2 separate regions of the Mus musculus genome follow, and region 2 is linked to region 1. Evidence: chromatin contacts called from public promoter capture Hi-C data. All regions are on one chromosome and are shown on one strand. The core of a region is the stretch at or near the end of the contact, and the rest is flanking DNA. Distances in the headings are between cores, read along the strand shown. Region 1 holds the start of Mtap (methylthioadenosine phosphorylase). Region 2 holds the start of Mysm1 (myb-like, SWIRM and MPN domains 1).

Region 1 (4,108 bases), core at 480-2,979:
ATAGGGAAGGATAGAGTGTAGGCTGCAGATGCTACCGATGAGGCTCGCCTTTGGGATTGGTGGGAGCTAGCTTTGTACACTCCAAAAGATTTACCCAATAGGCACAAGGACAATAAGGCACACAGAAAGGCAGATAGTAAGTACCACTTAGTGGGGCAAGACAGGGCAAGGTAGGCTCTGGGCCAGAAACTTTCCAACTCTCCACAAGCCTGATTAGTTCATCGGCCTCGTCGAATGCGAGTCGAGGGTACCTTTTCTCTGGGAACTTTCAGTTAACACTGCTGAGAAGAAGAAAACAGAATCTCCTTCCTTGGCTCCTTCCCAACCACAGAGAAATTTGTAGCTTTTTCTATATCTCGGGGGACCACCCTTAAGATAGCTGTCACCCAGGGCTGGCGAGATGGCTCAGCTGTTAAGAGTACTGTCTGCTCTTCCAAAGGTCCTGAGTTCAAATCCCAGCAACCACATGGTGGCTTACAACCATCCGTAATGAGATCTGATGCCCTCTTCTAGTGCATCTGACGACAGCTACAGTGTACTTAGATATAGTAATAAATAAACCTTAAAAAATGATAGCTGTCACCCAGGGTTGGAGAGATGGCTCAGGGGTTAAGAGCACTTGTAGAGGTAAATTCGGTTTCCAGAATCTATATCAGGCAGTTCACAGTTGCCTGTTACTCCAGCTTCAGGCTGGGTTCTGGACAAACACACACACACACACACACACACACAAACACAAACACACCTGCAGGTATTTGTGTGTGCATACATATAAATAATGAAATAAACTAAGAAAAAAAAAAAGATAGCTGCTGCCCAGCATTTTGTTTGGCGCAGCTTGTACCATCAAAGGCTATAATGAATTGTCCTAGTAGAGAAGGGATAGGGCCTCTCAGAGAGAGTATCCAGGGGAAAGGTCGCTGGGGTCAGAGTGGGTCTTGCTGGTATTGCATCACAGAGACACAGGTCCTGACCTGAATCCTGCTGTACCGTATGCTGCCCTGGCATAGAAAGTTTTGTTTTAATTTTTGCTTATTTTATTGGAGTGAGGATTGAAGCTAGTGTCTCCTTGGATGCTAGATAAACACTTTAGTGCTGAGCTAAATACCAAGCCCTCTGTTTATTTTTGAGATAGACTCTTAATATTGCTCAAGATGGTCTTGAACTCACTCTGTAACCAAGTAAGACTTTGAACTTGCCATACTGCTTGCTGACCAGACTTCATGAGTGAGTGGGATTACAAATCTGCATCACTAGCCATTGTATAAAGGAATTTTAAAAATGCCCCTTGCTGGTAGCATCAGGCTGGGTGTTGGGGAGGGTCCTGCCTCCTTAAAAGCTCCCCGCCAAACAGAAGCTAAATAAACCAGTTTGTAAATCAGAGCTGTGGGGGGCGGGAATCTCAAGCTAGCACTCTTCAGTTTCCCTCCGCCCTCCCCAAAGCCCAGGAATGCGGCAGGCCCTGATTTTACAGCCCTGGCCACCGGGGCAGCCAAGTCGCCGCAGAACTGGCAGTAATGCGCTACCTCACCATGTTCTTGTGAAACAGTTAAAAGACAAAGTGACAAGCACATCCTAAGTGGCTTTTCTATCTTGATCATAGACTCGCCATCAGGCTGCACAGTAACAACAGAAGCCCCGAGAAGCCGAAAACTCTGCAAGAGGGACGGGAGGCGGGAACCTGATTTGAGGAGGAGGGTGGAGGAGAACAGCCAATCCCGCGCTCCCCGGGAGGAAGAGGAGGAGCCAGAGCCCGTGGGTCCCCGCACTGCTCACTCCCGCGCCACGCCGGCCCCGCAGTCTCCTCCCGGTCCCACGCTGCGGCCCGCTGTGGACTTCCCTGGTGCAGACATGGCCTCGGGCTCCGCCTGCACGGCGGTGAAGGTGAGATCACCCTACAAGCTGTGAATGGGCCAGCCCTGCAGGGTTCCTTCTCGAGCCTCCAGGCTGTGTCCCCAGCCGGAGCGCCCCCCACCCACCGCTCAGCAGGGAGGGGACAGGGCGCGCGGCACCCAGCGCCACCCCGATGTCCCCAGCCTTTGAACTCATCTGCATTCCGGGCCCGAGCGGTGGTAACCGGGGCTCTGATGGGGAGTGGGGTAATAGAAGGGGGAGCGGGATGATGGAGGGGACTGCGCCCCGCTGCCACCCTCTTTTAGTACCACTCCCCCCCAGGCGGGAGCTGGCGCGTGGCTCAGCTCCTGCGGCTGCTGCGTCGGTCCCTCTAGTCTTACGGGACTTAAGCTTCCGCTACTTTGACTAGGCCCACGTGGGAGAGCTGGCACTTGCTCTTTTGCATGCTTCGGCTTCATTTCCCCCTCCAAACTTAGATTTCCTTTTGCTTTGTTTTACCTCGGCAGCGCAGAGCTGAGGGAGCTCTGAGACTTTTTAAATACTGAAACAGAGCGCGGACCGCTCTCAGACTGGAGGCCTCTGTCTTATAAACCGCTTTCCAACCTTGAAAGTTAGAGTTATTTTCTTAGGCCTTAGGTCCCCAGAGATCTGGACACAAGGGACTCTTGTGCGCCGGGAACAGCTGGCCAGATGAGAGCATGAGTTCTGAGAGTTGGAGTGAGCCTCCCTTGGGGAGTTTTAAACACATCCTGATTGATGGGTAGAGAGTGGAATAACGGAGCCCAGGAAACACTGGTGTTTAAGTCCTTTCTAGGCTGTTTATTATTAGCCAAGAACGCAGTTAATTTGATTCAGTTTAGGAATTTCTGACCCATGCTACAGGAAGTGCACAGTTTTCTTCAGGCATCCTTTTGATTGCCTGCAGTGCCGTTTGATGCCCTTGCAAGAGGCCCATCTCTGCATTTAGCCTTCAGCGTGCCAGGGCATTGTATACTGGGGCCCTGCAGGGCTTCATGAACCACTCAGGGTGAGGTTGCTGCATTCGGTCATAGGGGCCAACTTTTTCTTTTCTCCATTTTGAAAAGGATTATTTACATTTATAGAAAGCCATGGTTCCAGTCAGCAGGAACGGGGCAGAAAGGGTCTTCATGTGCAAGGTACAGTAGGTACTTATTTATAAAGTGGAGATTTTAACATATTGTGGGCTGGAAATTTCACTGAGGTAGAGGCCTGTGATTTGAAGATAGATCTATTTGTCATCTCTGTCCCACAATGTGAGTAAAACCAAATAGCTAGAACTTCACACTTAATCAGTCCAGTCAGGATAATACTATCTGTGCAAGGACCAGCATATCTCAACAGAAAGAATTTGCTTTAATCTGGTTAGCCTTCTGCCCAACACACAGTTTCCCTGCAAAATGAATGTGGTCCACTTAAGAGCAGAAAGAGCTATGTAAATATTGAATGATATGTATTTTTTTTATCTTGGCAAGCTTTTGAAATAAAACTTAGAGATATAAATGGTGCTCGGAATACCTGCTGAGTTCTCTTCTTGAGATTGCAACAGGTGAGAACATTGCTAATAAAAAATCATGATGCCAACACCATATTCCACAAACTGCTAAGGCAGCACCCCACATAGAAAACAGGAAGGGTCCCTATCCAGAGCAAAATAACCTATAAAAACGATATCTTAGCGCGAGAGTGAAGTGGCTCCGTCTCTGGAGTGCTTGCTGCCCAAGTGTGAGAACATGAATTTGGACCCTCAGCACCCTTGCTGGGGAGCTGGTGGCAGACACCAGCATCCATAGTCCTGCCAATAGAGAGGCAGACACAGGGAAACTCGGGGTTAACACTAGCCAGCCGAGAATGCCTTTCTCACACACACACACACACACACACACACACACACACACACACACACTGTATTTTATCTGGACATCAGGTAGCATGGATGGATTGTTCATTTGAGATCATAAGAACATAACGATTCTTTCTTACAGATGTGAAGCTGACAGATCAGCTAACGTGTCTCGTACAGGTTCCTAGATAATGACAGACTTACAGCCTGGCACTCCCAGCAAGTAGATGTGAGATATTTCTTGGTCCTTAAACAATAGTTTCATTTGCTTTCCTCTGAGTGGGGAGGAAATAGAGAGCTGGGGCTGCGTGCATACGCAGGCCGCCTCTGCGGAAAACCACTGTATAGGAGGCACGTTTGTGTCCAGCAGGTGGCTTTTGGCATGCACCATTC
Region 2 (3,714 bases), core at 1,126-3,625, 5.8 Mb after region 1:
GGCTTGGAGATATCACTAGGAATGGCCACTGAGCACAACTCTTATGGCAAAACACATTTCCTCAAGGAGGGTTCAAAAACATTCAGAAAAGGAAGATGAGAAGAAATAATAGTTGAAAGAAAACCAAATTGCAATGCTTGGTTTTCGTATCTAGCTTTCAGTAAATGCTTAAAACTGGTATGTTTCAAACTAATCTTCAAGAGTTCCTTAAATGCTACTGTCCCCTGTAACACAAAATACCTCAAGGGGCACTCGGCACACTAAACTCAACATGATTCAAACTCCAGCATTACAGGGCACCATTCCACATAATGTCAGTGATGCTCCAGAAGCAGTGGCTGACATGAGGACCCTCCTAATCCTGCTTGCATGCTGCATAGAAAGAAAGAAAGAAAGAAAGAAAGAAAGAAAGAAAGAAAGAAAGAAAGAAAGAAAGAAAGGAAGAAAGGAGAGAGAGGGATGGAGGGAAGGAGGAGAGGAAGAGGAAGGGGAGTGGAGGAGAAGGGAAGGGAAAAGAAAAAGGGGAAGAGGGGAAAAGGGGAAAGGGAAGGGAAGGGAAGGAAAGAAAAGACAGGACATGACTGCTCCTAAGTATGGCGGAGAAGAAAGTTCATTGTAGATAAAAGGGAGAGCATATGCAATGGTGGGGAACATCCAGAGAGAATATGACCCTGAACTGGGCCATGTAAAGAGAATGCAGAGAGAAGCTGCAACAGAGAGAGGCTGCCTGGGCCAAGAGACAGGCCAATAGAGTAAAGGACAGACCAAAAGGGCCAGATAGCCAAAATGGCTGAATTATATAGAGAAGGGCAGCTGGGGGAAGGGCAGACTAACTTCAGGGCTAAAGAAAATAGGGTAGGAGGCAGGGTATGCCAGCCATACCCTGCAACAGGCAAGACTGAAGGATGCTTTAAGAACCTGGAGGCCAGTTCCACTGTAATACAGCACCTCAGGTAATCATTTGTCTCTCCTTTGAGACCTAACATACGAGGTTAACATTACAACATGCCACCAGTAGTCTCAAGTGTCAAGAAAATGGTACAAGAAAAAGGGATGAAAAACTAAACACAACCAGGAAAGTTAAAACGAACCCTTGAGAGAGGCACAGAGCCAATGCTTTCAGGTGACGGTCACTGAACACCAGGTGAATTCCTTTATGAACTCCAAACTGCCCTCGCCCACTGAGGTCACCGATTCTCAAACATCACAAGCACTTGCTCAAGTCTGATATATCACACTGGTGTAGAGTTATTGCTATCTCAGGCTATCCACGTAACTTTTGAACTTTTGAGAAAATATTTATGTGAAGTTAACTACCCCTCATTTTCATCACATTTTAAGAACTCACTGGCTATTTTAAAATGCTTCTTATTCTGGTGCCTTATAGAGGAGGACTGGCAGTCTACAGTGGAGCAGCCCTCCTGTCAAATGAACTATATGGGCTGAAAATGGAGCAGTACTAGTAATAGTATGTACTTCAGCAGAATTCTAACGAAGTCGCTGACAAGTTACAAGTAATGTACCTGGCTTCTACAGGAGGTCCTATCTGGCCCCCATTACTTAAAAGGAGGGATACCGCGTCCTCCTAAAGGCACGTGTCAAATCAGGTTCAGTTTAAAATCACACTGCCCGTCCTTGCAGGCACTGGCATGACACCCCTAACTGGGTCTTCACTACATTATCCTAACACAGCAAAGAAAACATCTGCCGAGCATTCTCCATATGCTAAAACATCTCTCAGAATTATTTCATTCGATGCTTACAACAGTAAGATCGACAAGTGATTCTTGGTTTCCAAGCAAGCGGAGCCTTGCTTGGAAATGCCTCAAATGCCTTGATCACGGTCAGAGTGACAGTAAACAGGAAGAGCAAAAGCAAAAGGCAAACATGACTTGTCCAACTCTAAAATCTGGATCCTTTAGGGTAAGCTGCCTTTCCCCCAAGTTTTCAACAACTTGCTCTGAGAAGGAGGAATCAAACGACTGGACCAGGTCGCTAGCGGGCGCAGGACTAAATTAGACGCCAGTGTTCAAGATGCTGTGAGGCGCCTGAGACAGCGCGAATGCAGGTAGGAATCCGAATTAAACACTGTCCATCGCAGCCCAGAAAGTGGAGATAAACAGTGCAACCTGGGGCACCGGGTCCACTCCCGGACCCGGCCGACTTCCGGCTGGGAGCACCCCGGGTCCCGACGCCGTCCACACGGACCCTCGGCCAACCGCATCCTCCGACCCTTGCCTAGCACAGCCCGGCCCGCAGGACCCCGCTCCGCGCCTCACCCCGGCTGTGCAGCCGCCGCAACATCTCCTTCCACATCCACATCCGCCTCCTCCGCCTCCATGACTGCACCTGACGCAGGCGTACTCGCGAGATCCCGCGAGATGCGGCGGGGCGGGACCGGGGGCGGGCCCAGGGCCGGAGGCGGGGCCTTGGCGTGGCGCACTTCCGGGGAACTCCGGCGAGTAAGACCAGGAGACTGCGTGAAAGCTGCTTCCCCAAGGACCGCATGGGTTATCTCACTTCTCTCACGTCTTACGTGGGCTAACTCACAGCAGATCTTTTTCCATTCAGGCGAGAGACCCTGCTTTGTGGCATCCATTGTCTCTGGTTCATTTTCGCACACACACACACGCGCGCGCGCGCCTACCCGCCCCGCCCGCCACCGTGAATTATTAGAATGACCCAGTGGAATGGATGCAGGTTTCACGGATTTTATTTTATGGATAAGTAAATAGACTCAGAAAACTGACGTGATTGTTCAAACAGAGAGCTTGGTAGATTGATCTTTTAAACTCTGCCCTGAGTGTTTGCCATATACATACAAATCATTGCTGGGAATCTGTGAAGCAAAGAACTTAACGGTTTTCCAAGAAATCAGAGTCTTGCTTCTGCATTTTTCTGCCCTCAAATCTGTCTCTCATACAGTTAGAATCCATGACTCATTGTCTTCTCGATCAGACTGTGACTTCTTTAAGGATAAAACCTGTCTGGTAGTCCTTACACTGCCTGCGTTCAGCACAGTGTCTCACGTAGTAGAAGCTGTGTTGGACAGGTAAGTGTATTGGGAACCAGCAAAATAAACCTGATTTGTTGTTGTTTTGTTTTGATTTTTTGAAATAGGGTTTCTCTGTATAGCCCTGGCTGTTCTGGAACTCACTCTGTTGACCAGGCTGGCCTTGAACTCAGAAATCCACCTGCCTCTGCCTCCCAAGTGCTGGGATTAAAGGCATGCGCCACCACGCCCCGCAAAATAAACTTGTTCTTTTTTTTTTTTTTAAGTACTACCATGTCGTTTTCAGGCTTCATTTAATCATAGGGGTAAACTAAATTCAAGGTCCCAGGCCCTGGGGGAGCTTCTGTTGTAAGGAGACAGCTATTTGAGCCCAGCCATCTCAGAGACAACTTAGAAGGAGACAATTGTCTGCGTCCAGTCATCTCAGGGAAAGTTGTAAGGAGACAGCAGTTTGAGTCCAGCCATCTCAAGGACACTCTCCAGCTTGCTGTAGGGTCAAACTAAGTTCTTGTTCCCAGGCCCAGGAACCAGCTCCTATTCTGATTGGTGGAAATTCGCATGCTCAACCCTTTATGGTCAAAATATGATTGGCCGAAGCTACAGCCTACCCTGCTTGCCCTCCCTTACTTTATGGTTTCATCCTTTAAATATGCTATGTAATTCCCCTAAAAAGTCACTCTCCGGACTCTGTTCTATGTTCT

Evidence for each region. Promoter capture Hi-C pulls out the DNA fragments that hold promoters and counts their contacts.
Region 2: a contact with region 1 is called in a promoter capture Hi-C map of pre-B cells. The contact joins the promoter of Mysm1 here to the promoter of Mtap in region 1. A contact is called at or near these places in 1 of 39 promoter capture datasets (pre-B cells) and 1 of 484 Hi-C or Micro-C datasets (CD4 T cells).

What each region holds. Positions count from the first base shown.
Region 1 is chr4:89,135,641-89,139,748 of GRCm38.p6, forward strand. Mtap (methylthioadenosine phosphorylase) reads left to right here and starts at 1,730. Exons shown (of 8, transcript NM_024433.2): 1 at 1,730-1,884. The coding sequence starts at 1,852.
Region 2 is chr4:94,976,725-94,980,438 of GRCm38.p6, forward strand. It overlaps Mysm1 (myb-like, SWIRM and MPN domains 1), which reads right to left and starts at 2,376. Exons shown (of 20, transcript NM_177239.3): 1 at 2,280-2,376. The coding sequence starts at 2,341. Gm12694 (a long non-coding RNA gene) reads left to right here and starts at 2,397. Exons shown (of 3, transcript XR_867913.3): 1 at 2,397-3,052.